Regions from separate parts of the Mus musculus genome. Here regions 2, 3, 4, 5, 6 and 7 are each linked to region 1. The links are chromatin contacts, called in public promoter capture Hi-C maps. All regions are on one chromosome and are shown on one strand. The core of a region is the stretch at or near the end of the contact, and the rest is flanking DNA. Distances in the headings are between cores, read along the strand shown.

Evidence for each region. Promoter capture Hi-C pulls out the DNA fragments that hold promoters and counts their contacts. Capture Hi-C pulls out chosen DNA fragments and counts their contacts.
Region 2: a contact with region 1 is called in a promoter capture Hi-C map of pre-B cells, with 5 times the contacts expected there. The contact joins the promoter of Pik3r3 here to the promoter of St3gal3 in region 1. A contact is called at or near these places in 2 of 39 promoter capture datasets (cranial neural crest and pre-B cells).
Region 3: a promoter capture Hi-C map of hippocampal neurons shows a contact between it and region 1, with 4 times the contacts expected there. The contact joins the promoter of Mast2 here to the promoter of St3gal3 in region 1.
Region 4: a contact with region 1 is called in a promoter capture Hi-C map of pre-B cells, with 2.0 times the contacts expected there. The contact joins the promoter of Eif2b3 here to the promoter of St3gal3 in region 1. A contact is called at or near these places in 3 of 39 promoter capture datasets (hippocampal neurons, liver and pre-B cells).
Region 5: a contact with region 1 is called in a promoter capture Hi-C map of adipose tissue. The contact joins the promoter of AU022252 here to the promoter of St3gal3 in region 1. A contact is called at or near these places in 3 of 39 promoter capture datasets (hippocampal neurons, liver and pre-B cells), 1 of 115 datasets of contacts at active chromatin or transcription factors (astrocytes) and 1 of 9 other capture datasets (adipose tissue).
Region 6: a promoter capture Hi-C map of cranial neural crest shows a contact between it and region 1. The contact joins the promoter of Svbp here to the promoter of St3gal3 in region 1. A contact is called at or near these places in 3 of 39 promoter capture datasets (cranial neural crest, hippocampal neurons and stem cell-derived epiblast-like cells).
Region 7: a promoter capture Hi-C map of pre-B cells shows a contact between it and region 1, with 5 times the contacts expected there. The contact joins the promoter of Btbd19 here to the promoter of St3gal3 in region 1. A contact is called at or near these places in 4 of 39 promoter capture datasets (the C10 cell line, hippocampal neurons, liver and 1 more) and 1 of 484 Hi-C or Micro-C datasets (B cells).

Annotation. Positions count from the first base shown.
Region 1 is chr4:118,132,772-118,136,541 of GRCm38.p6, reverse strand. St3gal3 (ST3 beta-galactoside alpha-2,3-sialyltransferase 3) reads left to right here and starts at 1,596. Exons shown (of 12, transcript NM_009176.5): 1 at 1,596-2,152.
Region 2 is chr4:116,219,734-116,223,503 of GRCm38.p6, reverse strand. Pik3r3 (phosphoinositide-3-kinase regulatory subunit 3) reads right to left here and starts at 1,896. Exons shown (of 10, transcript NM_181585.6): 1 at 1,091-1,896. The coding sequence starts at 1,196.
Region 3 is chr4:116,462,424-116,466,193 of GRCm38.p6, reverse strand. Mast2 (microtubule associated serine/threonine kinase 2) reads left to right here and starts at 1,971. Exons shown (of 30, transcript NM_001369061.1): 1 at 1,971-2,458. The coding sequence starts at 2,279.
Region 4 is chr4:117,017,684-117,021,453 of GRCm38.p6, reverse strand. Eif2b3 (eukaryotic translation initiation factor 2B, subunit 3) reads right to left here and starts at 2,052. Exons shown (of 12, transcript NM_001111277.2): 1 at 1,978-2,052.
Region 5 is chr4:119,230,998-119,234,767 of GRCm38.p6, reverse strand. It overlaps AU022252 (expressed sequence AU022252), which reads left to right and starts at 2,044. Exons shown (of 5, transcript NM_001012400.2): 1 at 2,044-2,185; 2 at 2,299-2,414. The coding sequence starts at 2,107. P3h1 (prolyl 3-hydroxylase 1) reads right to left here and starts at 1,853. Exons shown (of 15, transcript NM_019783.2): 1 at 1,338-1,853. The coding sequence starts at 1,811.
Region 6 is chr4:119,193,309-119,197,078 of GRCm38.p6, reverse strand. Svbp (small vasohibin binding protein) reads right to left here and starts at 1,769. Exons shown (of 3, transcript NM_024462.2): 1 at 1,593-1,769; 2 at 1,058-1,207. The coding sequence starts at 1,171.
Region 7 is chr4:117,123,573-117,127,342 of GRCm38.p6, reverse strand. Btbd19 (BTB (POZ) domain containing 19) reads left to right here and starts at 1,685. Exons shown (of 8, transcript NM_001384196.1): 1 at 1,685-2,014; 2 at 3,203-3,404; 3 at 3,561-3,614. The coding sequence starts at 1,929. It overlaps Tctex1d4 (Tctex1 domain containing 4), which reads right to left and starts at 530. Exons shown (of 4, transcript NM_175030.2): 1 at 485-530; 2 at 255-361; 3 at 1-67.

The DNA.
Region 1 (3,770 bases), core at 347-2,846:
ACAAGAAGAGGTGATCCTGAGCTGGTGCGAGGCTCCTTTCTGCACAGCCTCCGTATTCCAGCTGGCCTGAGCTTTGTGCCCCGGTGCTAGATGATGTGCTCGGTACCCCTGTAGCCTGGGAGCTGCTACTTAGTATTGGCTCTGGGGAAAGAGAGAAGAGTTTCACAGATGTTTTTTCACAGCTAAATCCTTGGAGCCAAGGAAAGAAGGTTGCCCCTCTGTTCTTCACTCGGGGATTTTCAGGGGAAAATGGCTGGGGCTGAGCGTTCGTGGAAGAGAGGAAAACTTAACTTCCTCAGGCACCCGTAGTTCCTCCCCATGAGTCTCATTACCTCAGCCTTGCTAAAGGACCGGATAATCTCGTGCCTGGTGTAATCCCAGCTCTATGGGAGTTGAGGATTGAATTCAAGCCTTTGAATGTTTGAGGCAAACGTACTACTGCCAAGCTATACCCGACAGCCCTCTCTACTTTTTTGTCCCTAAGAAGAGCCCACTGTGGGATGGAGAGATAGTTTAGCCCTTAAGAATACTTTTCTGGGGAACCCAGGTTCAGTTGTCACTGTCCACTTGGTGGCTTGCAACTGTCTGTAACTCTAGTTCCAGGGGCTATGAGGCCTTCTGGGATACACAGGCACTGGGACATACATTCATGCAGACACTAAAACAAAAACAAAATAAACCAAAACAAAACCCAAAGATACTGAGACCCACAAAGTTGTTGAATGTTTAATCCTGCTTCAGTTTAGAGAGTAGTTAAGTACGTACCACCACTACCATGATTAGTTAAGTCAACCATTCAAAAATATTTTTGGCCTATTATAAGAAAATTCCCAGTTCATAAAAAGCTATGGGACTTTCCCAAGTCTCATAAAACTGGCCTGTGGTTTTGTTTTTGTTTTTTTTTTTTTTTCTGGTGCTGGGGATGGCCTGGGGCTTTAAACTTGCTCAACTTCAAAGTTGGGTCTGCCTTAGGCACTTCCTGGCCAGTGTAGTCTAGTCTGGGTTCATGACCCACCACAGCCAAAGACTGCACTTCAGCTTTTTGCCAAAGCAGAAACTTATGTCTTGTATACCTTGTATAAGATTGGCATCTGAGAGTGCCAAGTTATGTCCCCACCTCCTCTTTGGGAAAATTCTGTATTAAATTCTGCCTTAGGATAATGCACTCCGCTGCAGAATGAGGGCGCGACCTCCTGAACTGGGTATGTGGGGTGGCTTTGTGGCCTATCTGCGACCTTTCTTCGAGGTCACGCCTGAACTTAGCAGGCCTCTTACCCTCACGGGATTGGATAGGGCTTCAGAAGGCGTTCTAGAGGTTACCACCAGCGTCAGGGGCTGACAGCAGAGTGGTGAAGTAGGGACAGAAGACTTCCTCTGGGAAGCAGAGGAAACCTGACCGCAGCCGGGCAGCCCCACGCACCGCAGCTCCACGCAGCGCTCCTCCCAAGCCCCAGCTATAGCCCGGGGATGGGGAGGGGATGGATTCGGCCTCTGGCTTCCATTGGGTCTCCGGGGTCCGGGCCCGCCCAACCCTGCGGCGAAGCCTCGCATTGGCCTGCCTGGCGCCCCGCCCGGTTCCGGTGCTCCCATTGGCTGCTGATGCCCGACCCCCGGCGCGGCCGCCGAGGCGGACCGCAGGATTGGTGGTCCCGCCGCTGCGTCCCCACCATGGCGGCGCCCGTGCAGCTTGCCGCGTCCTGGGCTCCCTCTGGGGTCCCCTCGGCTGTCCCCGCTATTCGCGCTGCAATTGCCTCCGCGCTCTGCGTGCGCCCTGGCGCCACCCGCCCCCGGCCTCCCTCTCTGCTGCGGTAAGGCCTGCCCTGCGTCCCCGAAGCAGCTCTCGGCCGCCGCGCCCCTCCCCCGGCCAGACCGGCCCGAGCCGCGCTGGGGACCAAAGCCCGGGCCCGGGTGGGGGCCAGGCCTGCCAGAGGGCCGCGCGAGCCGGGCCGAGCGCGCCGAGGTCACCTGTGTGCAGTGTCCCAGGCGCGCGAGTCTGAGCGCAAAGGAGGGTCACGGTCACCCGGGACCCGCTGTGGGACAAGCGCAAGAAAGTCCGGGGAAAGCCTAGCGGGAGTCACCAAGAGTAGCGGTTGTCATCTCTGCCTTCCCCGGGGCCAGATCCTCCTCGGAGCGACCGGGTCAGTTTATCAAAGTACGTCTTCTCGCTACCCTTTCTTCTGGAGTGCTTCCTCATTGTCTTCTCAGTGGTCTTGTTTGCGAGAGAAAAGCTTAGTGAGGACGGTAGATTTGGTTAGGCGGATGTCCCACAGATGTGTTTAGACTCCTTTTTACAGTAGCACCCATTTTTATGATTCCTCAATAAATTTAATTTTTGTCTGTTTCTCTAGAGTACGGGGAGGTGGTAAAACTGAGTCACTGTAATTAACCTAGGGAGTGACCGATGAAGGGAGCCGGCTGCTATCCCAGAAAGCAAAGAGTGCTTAACACATTTCTCTGAGGTCCTTTGAATTATTAGCACTATAGATAATGGGCTGAGAAGGAAGGAAAAGCCACGAGTTAGAGTTAGGTTCCTGACATGTAGCACAGTAGACATCATGACAATTCCACTTGTGTCCCTAAACTTTCAATTAAAGACTCAGAGGAATTGGATCCCGGGGTAGTAGGTGCACACCTGTAATAGCACTCAGAAGCTGAAGCAGGAGGATTGCTTCAGAGGCCAGCCTGGGCTACATAGAATAATAAAACCGTGTCAACAAGAGCCACATAGCAAGACCCAGTCTCAAAAGACTGAAGAAAGGAAAAGAAGAAAGATTGGAGGATTAAAAATTGGAGTAAAACCTTATGACCAGATGGGAGTTTCATATAGTCTCCTAAAATAACAGACATTTTGAAATATAAAGTGGTGTTGGTTGCTCCATTTCGCTAATCTGATGTCTGTGTCTCCTAACAAGTTATTAATGATGAAGCAAAGCAAGTGTGTTCCTAGAGACTAGTGAGCTTGCTCACACAGTCAAGCGCCTACTGAATCCGTGTTATGTTTTGTGCAAGGTGTAGACTTGAGGGGAACTTGGACAATTAAATTATGGAGATTGTTCTCTGGACCTCTGTAGGATGTGGAAGTGAAGCACACACAGATGAGAAACTCAGGGTGTGGCCTCTAGAATTCCAAGAGGAGACGGGAGTGTGTTTAAGGAAGATTTCATGGCGGAACTGAAGTTTTTTGAGTTGAGCCACAAAGAGTGGAAAGGCTACCTGGAGAGGAAGTGAGCCAGTGAAAATCCAGGATGCGGAAGATGGCAGAGGAGGACTCGATGCTGTGTGTGGTTCCAGGGCTTTCTTAGCAGCAGAAGAAAGGGAGATGAGGTTGTACAAAAGACAAGTTGGGGGCTGGGGATGTAGTTCAGTTGGTAGGGTCCTTGTCTAGCATGCAAGGAGCCCTATGTGATCCTCTGCACCTTGTAAAACCAGGCATGGCGTCACAGGAGGATACCAAACCCTATGTTCGTTCCAAAGGCCGGAAGTTTGAGCGTGCCAGAGGCCGAAGGGCCAGCTGAGGCTACAAAAACTAACCCTGGATCTTACTCTTAATAAAAAAAGCTTTGAATGTTGGAAAAAAAAAAAGAAGAAGTTCAAGGTCATCTCTAACTACACTGTGAGCTTGAGGCTAGCCTAGTGACCCTGTTGTAAACAAAAGCAATCCAATGGTGGGTTAGAGAAACACCTTTGTCCTATGGGGATCAAAGGCTAGACCAATCGCCATGAGGACCTGGACCCGGCAGGAAAGATACCATGAGTAGCACTTAGATGGG
Region 2 (3,770 bases), core at 647-3,146, 1.9 Mb after region 1:
CAAGGTTCTCTAATGAGAAACACTTTATTCTGTAGGTTAACTATAACACAGTTTAAAAGGCAACCAATTTATCCTCAATTAAAAACAAAGAATCACAAAGGCCCTCTGCTTATTTAAAATCATTACATAAAGCACCATCTATAAATGCAAAGAGGGTTTGAATATCTGACAGCTATAATAACCATAAAATGAGGCACACTTTAAAGAACAAAAAAACTTTGTTTTGTTTTGTTTTCTCCTTCACTGTGAGAAACACAAAATAACTCTAGTGGCCTCAAAGTCCTCAAATAAAAATATATTTATATGTACAATTCACATGTACATATATAGAAACCTATCACAGATATGTATATATCCCATTCACGGGAAAGAGAAAGATTCTTTATTTTTAAGAGTCGAAATTATATCAATTCTACCCCCCAAATTAAGTTAAATCACCATAAATTAATTAACGAGTAGTAAAATACTACATGCAGACCTAAGAAACTATATGCATAGGAGAAAAAAAGCCTCAGACTAAGGCCATGAATGAATAAGAACGCACAATCCCTGAAAATCACTAACCGGCATTTGGTTTCTATGAGAGAAGCACGGAGTCTCAAAATGAATAATCACAAAGGCAACTCAGTTTCTAAAGTTAACCAAGGTAAAATAACAACGAACCATAGCAGATAACTGCACTAAAGTATAAGCTTTAAGGAATCGCCACAAAGGGAAATTCTTCAAGCATGGATTATAATACATCCCTTGCCAGCAGAAATCTTGATTAAAAAAAAAAAAAAAAGTGGAGGGCCGTCAAAACCCTGAATGACATGCAAAGGCCAAACCAAAACGGGTCTTTCCTCCCACTCCAGTCCCCCCGCCCCCACCCCCTCAGGACAATGGGATCAGGGTCCTAACTGCAAACTTTAAAGGTGTAAGCCAGAGCAGTTTTACTGCAGCTATAACTGCAATCTACCCCTCATCCCGAACCTGGCGCACCCAAGAATACTTCTGGCCTGAAAACGTCACCGGGGTTTTGTTAAGCACAAATCAGACCCATCCAAAAATTTTAAAAAATAATAAAAATAACAAGTTTGCTCTCAAATACCTGGAGGATCCATTTCAATATAAAATATCAGTTCTGTCGAATAGGGCATCATCACCTCCCTCCAGTCTGCGTCATCGCGGTCCATACTCCACACCGTATTGTACATCGCGCTGTCAGGGGCAGGTCGTCGGGAAATATATAAAAAGCATATATATCTTTTATCTGATATTTAAAATCTAAATATATATTTGCAAAAGTTCCACACGGAAATGTACTTGGGGGTTTCCAACGGCCAGTACAAGTCCAGCCAAACTACTAGGATGAGGACAAGGTCCTCCTCTTCTCTCCTCCTAAAGCACCCAACAAAATACCCCGAACTTTCAAGCTACGGGGTTTTTACCTCAGAGGGTTACAGGGAAGCTCGGAAAGCAAAGAGCAGTGGTGTTAAAAAGCAGCTTCCCGAAAATCCTTCCTACACAATCGCTCTCCAAAGGGAAAAGCTCCCACCGCCTCCTAATCTTTCAGCGGAAGCCACTTTTGTGTCCTTCGGAGAAGAGAGAATGGAGAGGAAGGGGGAAAAAAGAACGCGTTGGGAGAAAGCTGGGGAAGTGACAAAGGCTTGAAAAGGGGGTTTGCGTTCAAGTTTCGGGGTCCCACTGGTCTGCGGAGAGCGATTCCCTCTGGGATTGGGACTCGGGCTCTATTCGCGTCAGGCTGGGAACCCAAGCTTCCGCAGCTTCGGGATGGCGACCCCTTGGAGAGTCCAGTCAGCTCGACTGTGCCCGAGTAGTAAAGGTAACCACGACAGCGCCGGCTCCCCTCACGCTCTGCCCTGGCTCCAACCACTAGAGTTTCATTTTAACTGCGCTGAGGGGACCTCCTCCCCCGCCCTCCCCCCTTGCCACCCCCGCTGAGGCGCCAACCAACCGGGCAGGACAGGAGGAAGAGCCGGTAGCTCGACTGTCCTTTCCACTCCTTTGCACCTTAACTGCAAAGATTGTCAAGTGCCTAAGAAATGAAGACTGCCACCACCCTCCGCTTCGACTTTTAACTCTCCCCGTCAGCCTGCGAGACTCGACACTTTAATCAGACTTTGCCATTACCCCCTAGCCTCGCTCAGAATGGTACAGTCCGGGCGCTGGCCGCTCGCCAGGAGTCGGAGCCGGGCGCACGCGAGCTCCTCCAAGAGTGGGGGGCGGATGGTGATTGGCTGAGCCCGGTTGCCGGAGCCCGAGCCTGCGTCTTTTGTCTGCCCTGCTCCAGCTGAGGAGCGGAGACGGCTGCGCGCCCCAAGCGAGCCAATCAGGAGATAGCCGGCGCCGGCCGGTAAGGCGGCGATTGGTCGGACCTCAGTTACTAAGCGGGACAAAGGCAGAGGGGAAAAGAAAAGAGGAGGAAGAAGAGGGGGTGTGGAGAAAGAAAGAAGGCGCAAACGGCGGTTACTGACAGGCTGGGCGAGCGCTCGGGGGCTCAAGCTGCCCGGAGACTGGCGGGGCTTCCCGCTGTGGCTCGGTCCTCCCGGACGAGTGACGAGGGGGAGAACGGGCTGGCGCGAGACTCTTCTGCCTGGAGACTAGCTGCGGGGGGAGGGGAGCGGCGGCAGCGGGGCGTGCTGTCACTTGGCGGGGCGCACACTCTTCTGCTCCATTGGAAGTCTCTGGGCAGAGTTCCTCCTCACAAACCTCTTCACCTTGCTGCGTTCGCCCTCCCCTACCCCGGTGTTAAATCATCAGATACAGCAAAGGTCGCCAAGCCCACTTGCAGGACTCTCTGTCCAGACAAGATCCCCATCGTCCCCCACCCCACCCCCCCCACACACACACTCCCTGAGGGTACCTGAACCTTGAATGTTCCTTGGGGAGTCATCCCCCCCCCCCCCCGCTACTCCGCTTCACACTGAAGGACTTTAGAACCCATAGTTACGCTCAAGCAAAGAGTGAGGCATCTCATCGAGCCCTCCAGTTCTAGTACTCAAATCAGAAAATAAAGAAATAAGAATTAAATAGATTTTTTAAATTACAGTGTCTGTGTGTTTTCTGTGGTAAGTCACAGGTGTTGCATTCCCCTACCAAAAAGGCGCTTTTCTGTTTCCCACTTCCTAACACACAGGTCCCTCCTTCCAAGCTTAAAGTTCTGAGACTTGCTTCAGAAAAAATGCTGAACATTTTCATGCATTTCAGAAACAGCTAATTAACTTGCTGGGGAACCCTGAATAGCTAACCTGTGCCTAGAATTGCCATCCTGCCATACAATACAGTCTGAGGAGGCCAAAACGGCTGTTTCCTCTTTACACTGGAGTAACAAAGCCCATTGTGTTTGAGTTGACAACCTGATTTAAGCTTGAGCAAAACCTATCCTCAGTAGCTCTGTGTATTGACTGGCCTCTAGAAGGGTCTCCACTTTTAATCCTCTACCTCCTAAAGGGTTCTGCCTTTCTTGTTTTGTTTTTTTGTTTGTTTGTTTTTGTTTGGTTTTTGTTTTGCTTTGTTTTGTTGAAACAGGATTTCTCTGTGTAGCCCTGGCTATCCTGGAACTCACCCTGTAGACCAGGCTGGCCTCAAACTCAGAAATCCGCCTGTCTCTATCTCCCAAGTGTTGGGATTAAAGACATGCGCCACCACTGCCCAGCTGGGTTCTACCTTTTCTTAAAAGTGCTCTGAGTTAAGCCAGTCACGGTGGCTCATTCCTTTAGACCCAGCACTCTAGAGAGAGAGGCAAGCAGATCTCTTGAGTTCAAAAA
Region 3 (3,770 bases), core at 722-3,221, 1.7 Mb after region 1:
GCTTTGCAGGGGTGAAATAGTAATTTATTTTTGTTTCATTTTGTTTTGAGCAGGACTAGTGTTTCTCTTGAATTCCCTTGACACACTCTGTTTATGTAGTTTTGGGATCAAACTCAGGACTGTGTGTATGCTGAGCAAACACTCTACCAACTGAACTACATTCCAAGCCCCAAAACAAAAACCACTTTAAAAAAAAAAAGATTCTAGCCCCCAGAAAAAAGGAATTTTAATCTTCTCCTATGTGGCCACTCCAGATTCAGCATGTGTTTCTGTTCTTCGTAAGCAAGAGTGTGCTGGCCCTATCATGTAGCAGAGATAACTATAAATAGTGGCAATAGTGGCAACAGCATGGGCTAATAGAAAAAAAGAGGCAGGCAGAGAATGGATTTTGGATGGTGGCCTTGCCTTAGAAAGTGTACACTTGACTGGGCGGTGGTGGTGCACACTTTTAATCCCAGCACTTGGGAGGCAGAGGCAGGTGGATTTCAGAGTTCAAGGCCAGCCTGGTCTACAGAGTGAGTTCCAGGACTACAGAGAGAAACCCTGTCACCAAAAACAAAAACAAAAACAAACAAAAAACAAAGAAAAAGAAGAAAGTGTATACTTCATCTTGAGCTTTATTTTACTAGTCTAAGCAAAGACAGTATTACAGAGATTTTTATGAGAGTCTTTGGGAAGATGGATCCTAAGAGAATAAGACTTGATGCAGGGGAACTAGTTGGGAGAATTTCCCACTTAAACAGGTGAGGGAAGGCGGAGCTGGGTAAGTTAGTACAAATGGGATGAAAGGAGAAGGCAGATTGGAAAGATATCGAGTTTACAGACCAACAGGCCTTGTTCATTATTAGATATGAGAGATGAGAAGAAGGAAGGAACCAAGGATGGCTTTCTGTTTCTACCGAGTCAACTGGATGCATGGGGAGGACCTGGGACAGGGAACGTAGAAGATAGCTTCATGGGTTGTCCCACACACTGCTTATGTGTGTGTGTTCTGGTACCTCACAGGCCTTCGTTTGAGTTCTCTTTGCACTATAACTCACCCCGTTCCCTCCACTGTACAATGAACACTGCAATGACCTCATTATGTGTATGTGAATTGAATGCAGTGTCTGAAATCAGTAGGCTCCATCGTATTAGTCATTATTACTGCTCAGAAAGGGTTCAGGGAGGAGGCTAAAGATACATGAATGAAACAGGCAGGAAAAGCTTCTGGGAATGAACTCTGGTTAGGTCAAAAGAGGAAAAACAGCGTTGTGGCAGACTAGCTGAAGCCAGAAGGAGGCCAGGCATGGCTGAGCTGTCTGCCACGTGTTGTTAAAGCAGATGAGTCATTGGAAGGGGCAGGTCAGGCTGCCCAGGCCGCAGCAGGCTGGACCGTGTCTACAGGATGACTTCATTGTCAGTGGGAAGCCCAGATCTTCCAAAGCCTTTTTAGTCTCGCACCCCTAAGGAATACATCACTTCTTTTACAGGACTTTACACACTGTCACACTGTGTGGAACTGTCAAAGGCAGTGTAAACAAGACAGAGCGACAAGAATGGGAACCCTCAACTAATGGGAGGGTTTATTGGGACATATTGATATGTCTGTGACTGGGCTCGTTTCCCTACATCTCAGTCTCCTTATTTCTAACATGAGGATGAGCTAACTAGTCTCTGAAGCGTAGGGGAGAACTAGGTGAGCATCTGCTGGTAAATAGAGTGTTGGTGTCCCCCCTCCCGTTGGAAGTCTTTTCCCAGTCTGGACAGCGTTCAGTCCGGCAGGCAGTGTGTACCAAAGGGATGAATGGAAGAATCAAAGGGCGTCCTGCAGCCGACGCGGGCGCGCCGGGAGCCCCGCCCCCTTCCGCTTCAGAGCGCGCGGCGCGGCCGCGGGCGGGTCTTCGCGACCGTTCGCCAGCGCGTGCACGGCTGGCCGCGCTCTGTGGGCGGCAGGCGGGCTTGCCGTGCACGCGCGCGAGGGGCGGGCCGGGCGGGCTGGCGGGCCGGCGGCTGGCGGCGGAGCCCGCGGCGGCGGCGGGTGGCCGGCCGAGCGTGTGCCGGGCGGCGGAGGGCGCGGCGGCGGCGGCTATGCTGCCTCCGTGAGGCGCGCCGGGAAGGTCTCGGCGCCTCAGCCCACAGGAAGCGCGGGGAAACCGCGGGCCGGGTGCGGGTGGCTTCAAGTGCCCGCCGGGCCATGTTGGCCGCGGACCGGGTTTGCCGCGGCAGCGCTGCGGCCCGGGGCCGAGCCAGGCCGGCGCAGTCGCGGTGCTAACGCCCGCGGGGCCCAGACGCGGAGATGAAGCGGAGCCGCTGCCGCGAGCGGCCGCAGCCGCCACCCGCCCGCCGGGAGGATGCGGCTCCGCGGACGGCCGAGTTGCCCCAGCCGCAGTCTTTGCCCCCGCGCCGGCGAGCGCCGCCCGGGAGGCAGCTACTGGAGGAGCGGAGCGGGCCTTTGGGGCACGACAGCAGGGAGCAGGTAAGGTGGGCTGGGGTCCGCCAGCGAGGGTGGGCGCCGTGGGGGAGGGGTCCTCGCGGGAGGATCGGGCTGCGGTGGTGAGGGTGGGGACTACTGAGTCGGTTAGGAGGAGTGGGAGGTCTGACGAGGCTGAGGAAAGGGGAGTGGAGAAATGAAGGTGGGGGCCTGGGGTTGCAGTTGGACGTGGGGTAGGGCGGGTCTGAGGAATGAATAAAATGGTCTTGGGGGGTAGCCTGGGGCTCTGGATGGAGAGAATGGGTGCTGGAATGTGGGCAGGGTGAATGAGCAGCAAAGAGTAGGTTTACTAAATGGAGTTATCTAGAGGCGTGAATAGTTTTAAGGGAGAAATGCCAGTTTGATAGTGTTGACTGGTCTTAGAGTTTATCCCCACAGTTATAAAAACGGGGCATTTGCAAGCATTCTCATTTGGTGGCCATTATACTTTTATAAGCAAGTATTCAGAATCGTTAACGTTCTCCTCAGTAACTATCTACCACTTTAAAACCACTATAAAAAGTGCCTGAATGTGTCCAGTCTCAAGGCCGGTGCTGTGGACAGAGAATCTGTAGATGAAGGCTCTGCTTTCTAGTTTACCCTTAATGGGAAAAGAGATAAAATGTAAAAGTACTCATGGGATTCTCGAATGTACAGGATGTGTAATTTAGTAGACAATAGTAGGTGTATTTATGAGTAGGGAATAAAGGTCGCCAATATTAGGATAAACTTGCTACTCACAGCTGAAGGAAGTTCAGTGAAACGATATTGACAGGGACTTTGTAAGATACGTAATCTCGTTGGATTTTTAGAAAGAATGTTCTGTAGTAATGAACTCCCCTGACAGCATTGCTTTTGTACAGCTTTGCTTCAGACCCCAGTTGAGACCCCATCTTTGAGGCTTTGAAGTTCCAGGTCTCCTATCTTGCTCCTCATATAAAGTAAATGTTCCTATGCATCATTGCTTTGAATTACACTCTGTTAGCCTATGGTTTTAAAATTTTCCGCTTTTTGTCTCCCCACTTGATTCTTTTGGTCTTTGTCATGGCTTCTAGACTGCTGACTGTGTAATCCCCCTCTAGTACCCGTTCAAAACTTTTGAAATATATTTCCTCTACTGACTTAGTTTACCTGGTGCGGTTGACCTTAATGCATGCTTCAGTAAAGTGCTTAAGGCTGTTTGATTCCGCCCCGCCCTTATTTTCTTTTTAAGTTTTTTTATGATTTACTTTTAGTTTTTATGTGCACTGGTGTTTTTCCTTCAAGTATCTCTGTGTGAGCGTGTCAGATTACCTGGTAATGAGCTATATACAGTTGG
Region 4 (3,770 bases), core at 803-3,302, 1.1 Mb after region 1:
ACAAGGATAACACCAACTGACATGTTAATGTCTGGGAGGGAAAGCTTACAAGGCCTCAACCCTAAGCAAAAAAAAAAACTACAGGCAACTAAGAAATTCTGAGAGCAAGTGAAATAGTGAACATCAATTGATTATCCAATACCAAATGACCAGTCCTGGGGAAATACACATAATCAACATGATTATGAGAGAGCAGCTGTAGTTATGTATTTAGGAATATACACATCCACACATTCATGAAGCTGTTGGGATTAAATGAGGGCTCACTTGTCTGGTATTTATGAGGCCTTAGGCTGGATCCCCTACACAAGAATAAAAAAGTATTTCTCTATAAGACATGCAAAGTAACGTTCATCCTATCACACGCACTATATACATGTTTCATATTATTGGACAGATGCTGGATCACGGAAAACACACTATACCAACTAAAATATACTGTGCTATAACTCTGGGTTTTCTTTTGTAACAAATACTTATTTTTTTTTTAATTTTATGTGTGTGTTGAGTGCACATATGGAGTCAGATCCCCTGTAAGTGGAGTTATAGATGGTTCTGAGCTATCATGTAGGTGCCGAGAACTGAACCTAGGTCCTTTGGAAGAATATACGCTGCTTTTAATCACTGAGGCACCTCTCCAGCCCCCTATAGGTCCTTTTTAAGTGGACAGGTATTATTACGCTGTCATAGCTAGTGTGATGGCCTTTCCTAGATGTGACCCTCACTACAGATCAGTACATGCAACCTGGTGGTTCCAGACTCTAGAACCACTTCTAGAGGTCATCATATTGATGCTTGTGAATCTAGTGCCAATACCTGGTTATAAAGTGTGAATTAACCTCCTGGGCTCAAGTGATTCCCAGTCTTACCACCTTAGCAGCCAGAACTGCAGGTCTACGGCTACTCCTGCTTTAGGCTGGTTTTCTCCTGGGACAAGTAACCAAGTAGCAAAACTCTTTAAAAAGACTCTGCTCAGAAATCATCTTGCATAGCATGAAGCTACAACTAACTTTTTGCACACCAATGATGGGACTTCTTTCACCTGCTGCTTCTACTATACTCTGTACGGACTGTGTCAACCTTTATAGGCTTCACTGCAGGCATTCATTTAAATGCCTATTAAGAGTGAGTTCCTTGAAGTTGGGGACTATGTGTTGTCAGGATACACCCAGTCAGATGCCAGATACTATATGTGGAATGAGCATCTGTGAACCTCACAGCAACCCCACATTAGTGTTAAGCTCAAATGTGTACAAGAACACATTTGGAACCCAGGTGGCTAGAACCTAAAGTTCCTGTTCTCAATCTCTGGGTTAAGGAGGAAAAAAAAAAAAAAAGACGCAACCTAAGAAACAAGAATACTTATGAACCTAACCAATCATAAGGCTAGACTTAAAAGTTTCAACTTTACCGTCGTGACTCCCAATACCAAGTCGATGAGTCTCACCAGCCTCCAAGTTTTACAGGAGGCGTTTACAGAGTCCCAGTCATGCCTTCCTCACAGTTGCCGTCTTCTGTCCTAAATTGTAAGATCGGCTACTGCATTGTAATTGGTTTGCCAAACCTTTGCGCGCTGCCTAAAAGGGCCTTACTGTATCCCATTTAGTCCCTGCCTTGAGCCCAAATAAATGTGGGACGAATAAATAATGTGGAAACCATGTCAGCAAGGCACCAAGGGAGTCTAGTGCTCACTCGGTGTGACTTCGGGCAGAACTGTCCCTCCCTGAAACTCAGTTTTTCCATCTGTTGCACAAGGCTTGGACTCTCCAGTCCCCCAGTCGGGACGCATGGCTCTACGGCCAGGGCCGGCAGTGTCTCGCCCGGCGATTTCGGGAGCGCAGTCCCTGTCTGCCTACTCGGGTCCTGCTCGGCTAGCTGGCCTCCCTCACAGGAACCCGGCTTTCCAGCATCCGCGCGCCGCTCTCCCTGCTCAGCCAGCTCGTGCCCCGCCTGGCACCGCACTAGCCCCGGCTTTACCTCAGCTATCCGCACGCCGCAGCCTCTCCCAGCGCTCCCCACGCCGCCTCTGGCTGACAAGCCAAGAGCGCAGGCGCGCGGTGGCCGAGCGGTTCGATACGACGCGCCGACTCAGGAAGGAGGAACGAGTGCCGAGTAATAGATGGCAGAAGGCAAGGATGCTCTTGCGGAGCGTGCCGGAGACCAAGCGACCGACGAGCCGTGGCGTGGAGTTTCTGTATTGCTGCCTAGTGCTTGTTAAATGTCCCCTTCAATCTCTAACGTTTCGGAGTTGCCATTCTAAATCCCAGCCTCACGGCACTGTAAATTTGGCTTGTCAATACTTTTTGTTTTGTTTTGTGATTTTTTTTTTTCAAGACAGGGTTTCTCTGTGTAGCCCTGGCTGTCCTGGAACTCACTCTGTAAACCAGGCTAGCCTCGAACTCACAGAGAACCGCCAGCTGCAATCTCCCCTGCCTCTGCCCCCGGTAGACTGGGATTAAAGACCTGCACCAACACTCATAGAAGATTCAAGAATTTAAAAAAACAAAGCAAAACAAAACACCTACTAAATTCCCTTGCAAGCCAGCGGTTGGTTAGGCTTCTAGTGTGCAAGATGCCTGATTTGGCCTTTGTGTCAGCAAACTTTAGCCATTCAAACAATAAATTCATTTCTGATAGTGTGAGAACCGGACTTAGAGCGTTTCTCCCTGGGAGGTAAAGCCCCTAAAACATTCCCCCAAGCTTGTTTTCCCTGTTCTCTAAAAATACAGCTAGAAAGAAGCTCTTTGTTCTCTATAGCCAGCAAAAAGCCTTTTTGTTTCTATACCTTACAACCAGAGATGCGATAATTGTAATTTTACCAAGGATACCCGGCAGAGAAGAGCTGTTGAGTTATTGGGGTGCGGGCCAGCTCATCCCGGGACTTGAGCTGAGGCCCAGCTTTGGGGGTCTTACAATAGCACTTAATGGTTTGAAGAGAGTAAGTCGGGTTGAGCCTTGGGAAAGAGCCTTGCAAGCTGACTAGACAGCAAGTGCAAAGATCCTGCCCGTGGTGGTGAATGCCTATAATCCCAACACTTGGGAGGCAGAGGCAGGCCTATGTCTGTCAGTTCGAGGCCAGCCTGGTCTACAGAGTGATTTCCAGGACAGCAGGGCTACACAGAGAAACCCTGTCTCAAAAAACAAAAAAACAAAAAAACAGCAACAAACAAACAAATCCCAAAAGAAACCCCGGAGTTCAATAAAGAGTAGGAAGGGCACTGCAGCAGAAATAAAGTGAGAGGGGAAGTGGGTGAGTAAAGGCTACCAGAGGGAGCCAGATGGAGGAGACCAGAGAATTCAGACCCCACCGGCTTGTAGGCTATAGCAAGGAACATAAGTTTTTTCTGTGGAATGTATAATGAACATAACGTAAGAAAACAGAGACAGAAGCACTCTTTTTTAATAGCTTCTTAACTCAGATAGCACAGGAGGAAACAAGCCCCATGGTGTCTGCAGCCCAGGGCCTACAGTCCTGTCTTCATATTGGCATATAAAAGCTTTTAGTGTGGTTGTGCATGGTATTGCATGTCTGTGATCTCAAAGGCTGAGGGAGAAGGACTGTAAATCCTGAGCTAAATAAGGAGACCTGTCTCAAAAGTAGGAGTGGGGAGTGGGGACACCACAACGGTGACAACTTAAAGGGAGCATGAGTCTAAACTGGAATTTCACAGTCTGAGCCTAGGCCTGGGCCTGGACCTTTGATTGAGCCTTGGCCTTGACTCAAGCTATTTTGAATGATTGCTTATTTGATCAGAAATTATTGAGCAGAT
Region 5 (3,770 bases), core at 795-3,294, 1.1 Mb before region 1:
CTTCCCTCTGAGCACTGGCACCTAGCTTCCTCTGGTGGACTGGGCTCCTAATTCTCCTGTTTTCACCACCACCAATTTCTCCTTCCAGAATTAACATTCTGAAAATGAGGTCTGGTGATGGCTGCCTGAGGTGTGCAGAAGCCTCACTAAACTCCTTAGTCACTCCCAGTCTCCCCACGCAGGAGTCACGGACGGGACTACCCCATGGCCCCAGATATATCACACTCTAGCTCCAATTTCCCCTCTCTGGGGAATAACCATTCTTCAGTGGCTCCTCTCTCTCAGGCCTAATTTAACTGAGGCAAAGCTGGAGTTTCCCTCCTTTGTCTCCCCCCAGTCCTAACTTAGCTACATAACCTTTTTTGTTAGCCCTTAGTACAGTGACTCCTAGCAGTGACACAAGGAAAAACAAAGGAGCAATCATTTTAACCACCTGTCCAAGAACTGGAATGTAGTAGGTGCTCAATAAATGGCAACGAATTTTAAGTAGTGCTATTAAGTGGCATGACCCAATCAGTAAGAACCCAGTCATCCCAGCATGCTTTCCAGTAACCAGAAGGAACCGAGGGGACAAAGCAGAAATCTGAGGTCCCCACGAGCCTCTAAGTCTTTCTTTAGGTAGAACTGAAAGGTCTGTGAAACTGTTGTAGCTATGTAGTCTGCATGAGCAGCCCACCCCCCTAACATGGGACTAATATCATTTACTCAAAGGATACTGTATGTATCAGGGCAAATGAGGCAATAAACAAACGTAAAGTGCTTTAACGGAGTCCTGGAAATATATGTTACCAGTCATCACGGGCAGACAAGGCTGGCGTTCCAAGCCCGCTTATTGACTTGGCCTTAAATCGCTGTGGCATCCCAAAAGACAGTCATTTTCTTAAAAACAAAAAACCCAAAAATACTAGCTAGAGGGTCCTCCACAGGGCGGAGCCAGGCAGCCCCTGCTGGCGACGTGGCAATCCCACGTCCTGAAAGAGCGCTGCTGTTGGATTAGGGAGCAGGGAAAGCATGATTGGAGAACGAACCGGAAGGAAGATGTTGCAGAAGCACTTGGACACTTGCAATGAAGTACTGCTGGGAGACCCTAGCGGCCGCCTCGGTTCCCTCTAGGAGGCCTTCCCAAAAGAAAAAGGTCAGGTTTTTCTTGGCTTGGGCTGTCACTACTGGCTGGACCTTTAGGGTTAGCATCTGCCCATAAGAACCGGGTGAAGCTCCCAAAGTCCGCCAAGAGCTCCCTAGCCAAGAGGTCCCTTGCCTCCCTGCCGTCTCATCCCTGCTCTGCTCCCCAAGTTCCCCAGGTCGCTCCCGGCCACCGGGCTCCGGACCAGTCGCACCTTGAAATAGGCGACCTGCAGGTAGTTGTACGGGCTCCGCTTGTTGAACTCCAGGTCCAGTTCTTCACTCAGCAAGTGGGCAGAGGGCGGCCCGAGGCAGCGGCGTAGGCAGGCGGCACGGCGCAGCACGGCTCCGAAGAAGCGCAGGTCGTGCAGGGCGGCGGCGCCCGGGTCCTGGCTCAGGCTGGGGTCCGGACCGAGATCCAGGTCCGGTGCCCACGGCAGTTCGGTGGCACAGCGTGTGCGGCAGCGCAGGCGGAGGGCACGCAGGGCCGCCCGCGAGCGCAGCGCCCGCTCCATGTTCAGGACCACCCCGGGCCAGTCCCCGCGCGAGTAGGCCGCGGTCCCCTCTGCGTAAAGCAGGTCAGGGGCTGCCACGTCCCATCCCGGCTCAGACTCCGCCGCAACCCGTAAGGCGGCGGCGGCGGCGACCGCTAGCATCGCTGCCAGCAGCCTCCTTTCGCTCACCGCCATGGCCTTGCTCCTCCACTTAACGGGACTGCTCGCCTGGGGCACATTCCAGAGTCCCGCCCCCCACAGAAGCCACGCCCAGAGACGAGCCACGCCCCAAGTCCAGAAGCTCGTGGCAAGGAAACTTGTACCGCCTCTTGCTTTCAACCAATCCAAACACTTACTCTTCGTGAGGCTCCGCCTCTAATCTCATGCGCACAGCTCAATGGACTGAGAACGAGAAAACCCCGCCCACAAGCTGTTGTGCGCCTGCGCTTTAGACTGAGCTCCCTGCGGGTGGTGGGACCGAGGTGCTGTTATGGCGGACCCCGGGGTTCCCGGCCGGTACGAAAGTGGTACGGGAAATCTGGGGGTGAAGGAGGCGGCGGGTCCTGGAGGTAGGTGGGACTGAGTTGCCTGGGTAGGAGGTCGCAGCCGGGTGGCTCTTTCCTGCTGGCTCACGGAAGGCTGAGGGTTTCAACTTACGCCTGTGTTCGGGTGTGTATCGCAGGAGCCCTGGTGGAGCTCACCCCGACCCCCGGCGGCCTGGCTCTGGTGAGCCCCTACCACACCCACCGGGTCGGGGACCCCTTAGACCTCGTGGCGCTCGCCGAGCAGGTGCAGAAGGTGAGGAATAGCCATCTCCGTACTTTACCCTGCCTCTTTGGGCTCGGGACAGCCTGTGAACTCGGCAGTACTGAAGTTACCATTCCATTTCACACGAAGAGGATCACTCTATCCCAATTCCTCTGTTGTTGTTTGTTTTGAGACAGGGCCTTTCTACATAACTCTGGCTGTCATGGAACTCTCTATATTATAGACTAGGCTGGCCTCGAACTGACAGATCCACCTTCCTCCCCCACCCTCCAACCCCAAAACCCTATGCTGGGATTAAATGTATGGCTTCTATACCAAATTCTTAAATAGTCACATTTTATTCTGCTTCCCATAAGGTCTTTATCTGTTACCCAGGAGCTTGTGGAACTTAAATATATGCTCTTTCTTTCCTTTTTAAAAAAACAAAACAAAATAAAACAAAAACTGCTGGGGTTGTAGTTTACTGTTGCCTAGCCCTGAATTTGATTCTTAGCACTACCAAAAACAGCATGCAAAAAGGCACAGGGTAAAATTCCTATTGAAAAAAAGACCACACACAATAAAACTGGAGGTAGTTTCATTTGCTGTATAGCCCAGGTTGGCTTTGAATTCAGCCTCCCAAAGGCTGGGTATTACAAGGGTCGCTGTCACACATGGTGAATTTCAGTGGATACAGTCAGTATTACTATGTCCAGAGCTTAGGCGTCGGTTTCCATAATAGGTAAAATAAAGAAGATATGCAAAATAATGGAAAAGACCGTAGAAGTTTTGACAGATTGGTTTTGATTGTTTCTCTCTGGAGCTCTGGATCTGTAAAATGAGATCTTTGAGGTGGAGAGGCTCATAGGGCTAAGTGGGACTCCAGTTTCCTTCTCTTAGCAAGACTTCCCCTGAAGACTCTTTTACAGTGTCGGAGCCTGGCTGCTTTAAAAGCTTCTAGTGTTCTCTTTCTCTTGTATAAACTAGCTTATTTGGCAGTTATCGTGTTCAAGAGTTTGTTTTGATCAAGAAAATTAATGATTGACATGCCAAAAATCCCTCACACAAAAAATGTCTGTTGTAGTATTTAAGAAAAATTCAAATGTTTAGAAAAACCTTTTTAATTAAAACTTTACTTTTTTTTTTTTTTTAAGAGAGGTGGGCTCAAAAACAGGCTTAGAAGACTATCACGTGTTTGTTTAATCAGGCTGCTATTGGAGGGAGGTAGCTAGGGACAAAATCTTGGGCAATCAACACTTTGAGTTTCAGAGTGACGGTAGTGGACTCAGCCACAGAGAGAACACAGCTTTTTTTTTTTTTTTTTAAGATTTATTTATTTTATATATGTGAGTACACTGCCGTTCTCGCCAGAGACACCAGGAGAAGTCATTGGATCCTGTTATAGAT
Region 6 (3,770 bases), core at 520-3,019, 1.1 Mb before region 1:
CTAAAATGCCATGCAAACAAAACATACTCGCACAGGTAATGTATTCATCTATTTGAATGGAAATGCATTAAACAAAAGGGCTTAGCCACAGAGAGGGAGAAGAGGTATAGGACAAACAGTCAAAGGAGATGTCACATTTCTATGTGGCTTTATTTATCTTAGGAAAATTCTAGGAAAATGCGATACTACTACTAACCACTACCAGTCTGAGAAGCTGAATATGCAGGTGTCTCCTGTACTTTAAATGTCCTCACAAGCACACACAACAAAGAGGCAGAAAAGACCAGCAAGCGTTTCCCTAATACTGGATATTAAAATACTCGTGTCTGGATGTGGTTCCTTAGCCATGTAAACATTTTAAAGCCTTTTATCTTTAAATGATTGTTAAGTGTTGAGAGAACAAAGAAGCACACTGGTGGGCTCATAGCTTGGGCCTTTACACGGTCATGAGCAGACACTTAAATCTGCTGTTGCTGTAGCTGTGGTGGTGGTGGTGGTGGTGGTGGTGGTGTGTGTGTGTGTGTGCCACAGCAAGTGTGGAGGTCAGTTTTATGTAGACCTTCTCTTCTTCCGCATATGTATGGATTCTCAGGTTGTCAGGCTTCTCCAGTGAGGGCTTTTTCCATCCCGCTCACCAACTAGATACTCTCTGCACCAAATGCCCATGTGTACCGGGTCACGGGTCACACTGGCACTTCAAGCATTCTCCTTCATTCATTTGTTCATTTTCTCCTCCCACCCTGATCCCTCTCCCACCCATAGCTACCCTCTTCTCTTTTCATGCATTCCTCAGATCACTAACACAAAAGCTTTGCGCCAGGAGGCAACTGGAGACCCGGTCCAGCTTGGGATTCTGACACTAACTTGGTATGTGACTCTGGGCTTCCGCTTCACCGTTTGGGACCTGGCTGGACTCTCTCCCTCTGGGGGGACCAATGCCTGGGACAAGCAGGGACCCCTAGTAAAGTTTCCTCTGCTGGTTTTTTTTTTTTTTTTTTTTTCTTCCAGCACCCTCTCCAGCTCGCTCAGGCATACAGAGCTCCCTCCTTCATCTCACCTCTGCTCTCTGTCTTTGCTTCAGCTCCTGCTGGGCAGATTTCTGCTTAGCCTTCTCCACTCTGAAGGCTGGTTCTTTAACTTTGGATTTTTCTTTCCGGGCAGGTGGATCCATGGTTTGGCTTCTGAATGCTTCTTGGTTAGCTCTGACCTGATGGTACAAAAAGAGAACCGCTTGCTAGTCCTTTCTCCCAACTCCCTAGCTTGGCAGGTGAGGCAGGGTGCCCTGGAGTCCCACTGCCAGCACCTTGCTGTGCGTTCCTAGTCGAGTCTCCTCACTTCTGAGTCTCAGTTTCCTGCACAATGGGACAGTAGTCATTTCCTGGCCATTTCCCTACCAACCCCGGGTGAGCAGCAGATGAGAAGGCCCGAGAAAGCAGCTCCAACCCGGGGGCGTACGGTAGGGCCGGGTCTCAGAGGCCGAGGGGCGAGCCACTCGGTCCGCGGCAGCCCCCTCTGCCAGCCCCGCCCGCCCGCTCGCCCGCCCGGCCCCTCCGTAGCAAGATGGCGGCTCGGGGGTCCGTGCGCTTCCTTACCCGGCCTCGGGCTCACGGCCTCCGCCACGTCGTAGACAAGCCCCCACGCGGGGTTCACCCTAGCTCCCCCCTTCCGCGGGACCGCAGCGCCCAGCCCGCTGCCCTTGGACTGGGCGGGGCGCGCCGGGGAGGGCGGGGCCGCGGCCTGAGGTGCCCCTCCCGCAGGAGCCACTGCGCCCGCGCAGCGAGCACACCTGGGCGTGGCCGGAGCGGGAGGGGCGGGATCGGAGGCGAGTAGGGCGGGGCCTGGGGCTGGAGGGCGGGGCCTGGGGCAGGGACATTCTTACAAGTAACCAAAGCTTTTCCGGGCTTCTAGTTTCTGGGACAACTGCAAGGCTTTGAAAGGCAGAATCTGATTCCTGTGGTTGAAATTGGCTAGCACTGGAATTCTGAGCATCAGGTTCTAAATCAAGAAAGTCAGGACTGCTGATTGCTTCCTTCCTGATTTATAGATCTATAAGGAGGATCAAATGGAATCCTGTTTACCACAATGCTTTGAAAGCTTTGAAAAAAATGATCTGTCTATCTATCTATCTATCTATCTATCTATCTATCTATCTATCTATCTATCTATCTATCTATCTATCTATCAATACAGGGCCCCTAGCCCAGTTTGGTGGTGCACATCTTTAATCCTAGCACTGAGAAGGGGAAGCACAAACATCTCTATGAGTTGGAGGCCAGCCTGGTCTACATAATGAGTTCCAGGCCAGCCAAAGCTACACAGTGAGACTCTGTCTCAACAAAACAAAACAAATTCAGGGCCCAGAGCATGTGCTAGGCAAAGCCTTCTATTACTGAGCTATACCCTCAGCCGGACAGAAATTGTATCAGTTAGGTTTTCCATTGCTGTGAAAAGACACCATGACGAAAGCAACTCTTATAAAGGACAACATTTAATTGGGGCTGGCTTACAGGTCTTGAGGTTCAGTCCATTAGCATCATAGCAGGAAGCATGGCAGTGTGCAGGCAGGCATGGTGCTGGAGGCCAGAAGAGGATATAGAATCCCCTGGAACTGATATTAAAGACAGTTGTGAGCTGCCATTTGTGGCAGTTGTGGGTGCTGGGACCAAAACCAGATCCTCTGCAAGAGCAACAAGTGCTCTTAACCACTGAGCCATTTTTCTACATCTTGTTCTGAAGGCAAATAGGAAAAGACTGTCTCCCACGTGGCTAGGAGAATAGTCTCGAACCCCAACCCCACAGTGACACACTTCCTTCAACAAGGCCACATCTCCTAGTAGTGCCACTCCCTGAGTCAAACATGTTCAAACCACCACAGGAATCAGAAGTATATCAGCCAACACACACACACACACACACACACACACACACAGAGTGTGAGAGGTGGAAGTAGAGGGAGAAGGAGGGAGAGAAACAGCCCCACGGATAATCAAAAGGGTGTAAACTAAAATTTCTAGCTATCATTTTCATTTGTTATGTTAGCAAGAAAGGTGCCAAGGAGGAGAAGAGCCTGAGAAATAACAATAACTGCTTCCCTTGGGGCTTCCTCTGTTCTAGGCAATACTCTGAGGCCATTGCATTATTAAGTCCCCTGTTCCTCATAAAGATATGTGTACCAATATGATTTCTAAACAGGAACAGGCATGGAAAAGTTAAGTCCAAGATTACCCAGCTAGTAAGTGCTAAACAAGCATTTTAGACAGGGTTTAGAAGACACTGGCCTCTGGAGACACATTCAGACCTGCTTTTTAGTCTCTCTGTCACCCTTACTCCTAGCACTCCAGAGGGAAAGGCAAATGGGTCCCTGTGTGTCCAAGACCAGCTTGGTCTACCTAGCAAATTCCAGACCTGCCAGGGCTACCTCCATTGGGAAGCCTCCATGGGCACTGAGGTGCTTTCAGTCTAAGTCTGAGTTGTTACATTCTTTTCAGAGTCCAATCCCGTACTAGATCTCAAAACCTTAAAGCTGGACACAACCACACGAGTGTGCACACACACATAAACACACACATTACCACATGCTTCCATTTTTAAGAGGTATCAAAAAAGAAACATAAAGTGGAGCTTGGGGGAGGGGGAAAGAGAGTTATTGATCAGTGGATATAGAGTGCATTCTGCAAGAGAGAATTCTAGAAATCTGACGCATGGCGATGTTCATAGTTCTGTACGTAGACTTTAAAATGACTAAAATGCTATGCCTCTGATCCCAGTTA
Region 7 (3,770 bases), core at 436-2,935, 1.0 Mb after region 1:
GTACGTTTGGAACAAGTAGGTCAGATTGGGGCTGTGTGCCTACTAGGTGCTTAGAGCCGGTTAAGAGCTGTGAGAGACACAAGCAAGGAAAGGGGCTGCTTAGTCTATGGTCATGGAACCTCTACCCAGTGTTCCTTTCCCTTGGTCACAGGAGGCTAGATCCACTTCCCCTTTCTCCTCCCACTTGACTTCATCAGCAGAATGGGGACATGAAGCTGGTTTCTGGGTTTCTTCAATAGCCAGAAGGGACAGACCCGACTCCATCACTCCCACAGCTCTCTGTAGCCTCAGAGGTAGAGAACTTAATCATCTTCCCTGCTCTGTGTACGGTGGGACTTTTCTCCCTCTCCACCGGCTGCATCTGGAGGTGGGAGACATGGGGAGAAGCAACTTCCATCGTCCTGCTTGGGTCTCTAACTCCTTCGGAATCACCTATGAGACGGATGCCCTCTTCCCCTGAAACTCCCGCAGGCATCTGACTCACCTGCAGCCTTTGGCCTCCAAGCTCTGCTGGCCCCACAGTCTTCACTGAGCTGGCCTGACAGGCCTGTGGGCGAGGAAGGCTTGTGTTGTGCAGTTACCATGGGGCTGTGGCAAGCACACCTCTCCCTCCCAGAAATCCTTCCCCTGGCCAAACTCTGGAATAACCTAAGTGTTCCTGCTATGGGCACCTGCAGAAAGGAGGGGCGCTCTGAGTTACCAGGGAGAGAGGGTCCACGGGGGCTTGGAGTTCTAGGGCATCACAGGCTAAGGGAGCCGGTGCCGAGAGAGGTGCACTGTTCAGAAAGGTCCTAGTTTCAGAGCCACTATTTCATATGAATCTCTCCCTGCCTCTTCACCCTTAGCTAGCCTCCTCTAATTCACAGGTCCACGAGAGGAAAACCCACCAGGGGGCCACTGGATCTGGCCTGGCCATCTGTGAATAAGTCACGGGGGGGGGGGGGGGCTGGGATATGCTAAAACCTTGAGATTGCGGGGGCAGCTTCTTAGGAATTTAGTATCTGGGCTCACAGGAAAGAGCACGTCATGGTTCAGCATTCTCCCCAGCAGCCTCAACAAGGACAAACATTTCCGCTTCAGGGCAGGGTGGGGCTTGGATGACTTCCTTAGTTCAGAGCTATGTGCTGAAGGGAGGCCTATTGGTTCAGCGGGAAGGACCCAGGCCTGGCATGGCCATGACTCAGTGATTCTAAGTCCGGTTTCTTAACCTTTGCTGACCTACTCACGTGTCTGGGACCTGTAGGCAGCACCTCTTTCCTTAGGGGGATTGCTTTTCGGGGCTGCCAGAGGCTGCGCTACTCCTGTTAGAACTGACACCTCACCTCCCCTGCTCTGGGAGGTGTGGGGCTGCCCCCTCCCAGGCAAGCTAAGTCTGAGCCTTGAAAACCACACTTAGGTTTGAGAATTTTCCCTGATGGGGTGATGTCTCGGGTGTTTCTAAAATGCAGCCGTGGGAAGGGATTAGAAAAGCAGAGGCCTTGGATTCTGAACTCAGTGTAGGCGGGGAGCCAGCCAGCACTAGGGCCCTCAGACTCATCTTAGGGCCCTTCTACTGCTGATTTTTTTCCCCCCCTGGGCGTATAGGGAGATGGGCGGGGCCTCCTCAGGCTCAGCTCCAGTTTCTATGGAAACCCACAGGCTTCCCACCCAGCTGCTGCCTGGGCAGATTCCCAACCTGGGCCTCATCCACCACCAGCCTCTCCCGGGATCATAGGCCTTTCTAGCCCCAGCTTCTTCTCTGGGTCCTGTCTGCATCTGCATCCCTTTCCTGAACCTCAGGCCTTCTTTAAGGACCTGGGCCTTTCTGCTCCTATATTTTAGCTCCTCGGCAAACAGGCCTCCAGCTCCTGCCCTCCCTCTCAGGTCTTTCTTGGCCTGGCTAGGCCTTCTAGACTGTTCCACCCTTTAACCTACTGCCCACTGCACTTATGGAGAACCCAGGACTGGTGGTACGTGGGCAGGCTGCACCCTTTTCCACAGCACTTCGAAGCCTCATCAACAACCCCCAGTACAGGTGAGGCAGTGGCCCCCTGGGGGGTTTTCCCTAGCTGGCCTGTGAATTTGAGGAGGCTAAGGGCAAGGAAGCCCGGGAAAGAACACTTGGCCTCCCTGGGGAACTCAGTCTGTGAGGAAGTCAGCTATAGAGGAAATTTACTTGTCTGTGGCCACACTACCCTGAGAGTCAGAGGCGGGGGTAGTGGCAGATAGAAGGGAGGGCAGCTGTGTGAACTCAGGCAATGCCTGAGTTCTCTGGCTTCTCCTCCACCCCCTCGGCCCTGAAAGATGGGTTATGATTTGATTCACCCCCATTGGGCTTTCGACTGAGCACTGGAACGTCTTATCTTGAAGAGACAGAGGTATGGATGGCTCTAGCGATTCATAAGAGGAACGAAGCCCAAAGGATCGAGCCGGAGACCCAGACAGGAAGTAGTTCAAGGTTTCCGACCACCCACTGCTTGCCCAAGAGACTAGTGCTGTCTGAAACCAGGAATAGAGTTCACTGGGGGCAGGGCTGGTCATGGGAGACAAGAACTCTGTTTCCCATCCCCAGACTCTCAGAGGCTGCCCTGCTCCCCAGGGTTAAGACTGCCATAATTCTCGGTTTTTTGAGGACAGGGTGCCACAGTCTGGCCTGAAGAGTGGAGCCTTAGGCAGGAGGCTTTGGAAGCTGAAGCGCTCGCTGCTGCCTCCTACCCCTACTTAACACAGAGGCTGGGGCCGGAAGTGATTATGAAGATGGAAAATGTGGTCTCACCTCATGATGGTGATCACTGTCATGTCTGTCTGCAGTCAGTGTGCTCTGTACCCCACATCCTCACACCCTCCCACAGGAAGAAGGGTAAAAATGCTGAGTTGGCATTTGGTGAAGGCGTCCCAAGAGGAGTGTCCTCTCCCCCAAGATTCAGACTGGGGAGACATCAACCTGGCTTGCATGAGCTCTGCTATCCCCCTACCCCCCCATCCCCCCGCCCCCTGTGAACCAAGCATAGTCCACTCCCTTGAGACCTGCCATCATGGCTGAAAAGTCTTAGAGTCAAAGATATAAAGTCACCGAGTGGAACTGAGACTAGAGCACAGGCTTGTGTCTTCCAGATGTAGGCTTTGACCTCACACAAAAAGAAGCCCTAGTGTGACAGAGGTAAAGCCAACAGTGTGATCTAGGTCTGAGATCCCCTCCCCTGGCCCTCCCTCTCTTCCACAGTGATATTTGCTTTGTGGTTGGTCAAGAACGGCAAGAGGTATTTGCCCACCGGTGCTTGTTGGCCTGTAGATGTAACTTCTTCCAGAGACTTTTGGGCCCTGGGGTACCTAGTCCTGTGGTGCTAAGCACTGTGCCTGCCGAAGCCTTCTTAGCTGTGCTGGAGTTCCTATACACCAACAGTGTCAAGCTGCACCAACACTCTGTGAGCCTACCAAGCAGAGGTCTGGGTGGGAGAGAAGATGAGGATGCCCGAGTCAGAAGGATGCCCATTATGCTGTGGGTTGAGGGGTGGGGGAAACTCCCTTCTGCTCCCTCAGCCACTCCCCTCTCCCTCCTCGCCCCCCCCCCCCCCCCGCAGGTGCTGGAGGTGCTGACAACAGCTGTGGAATATGGGCTGGAGGAACTTCGAGAGGTGAGTGTCTCAGGCAAGCCATCTTGTCTCCCTTGCCTTTCAGTTCATCGTCTCCTTCATAGTCTGACCTTCTCACACAGAGTATGATAGCTCTCTGTGTACACAGGATCTGTACATGCTCAGTGTGTGCTGAGTGAGCACAGGAAGTATTTATGG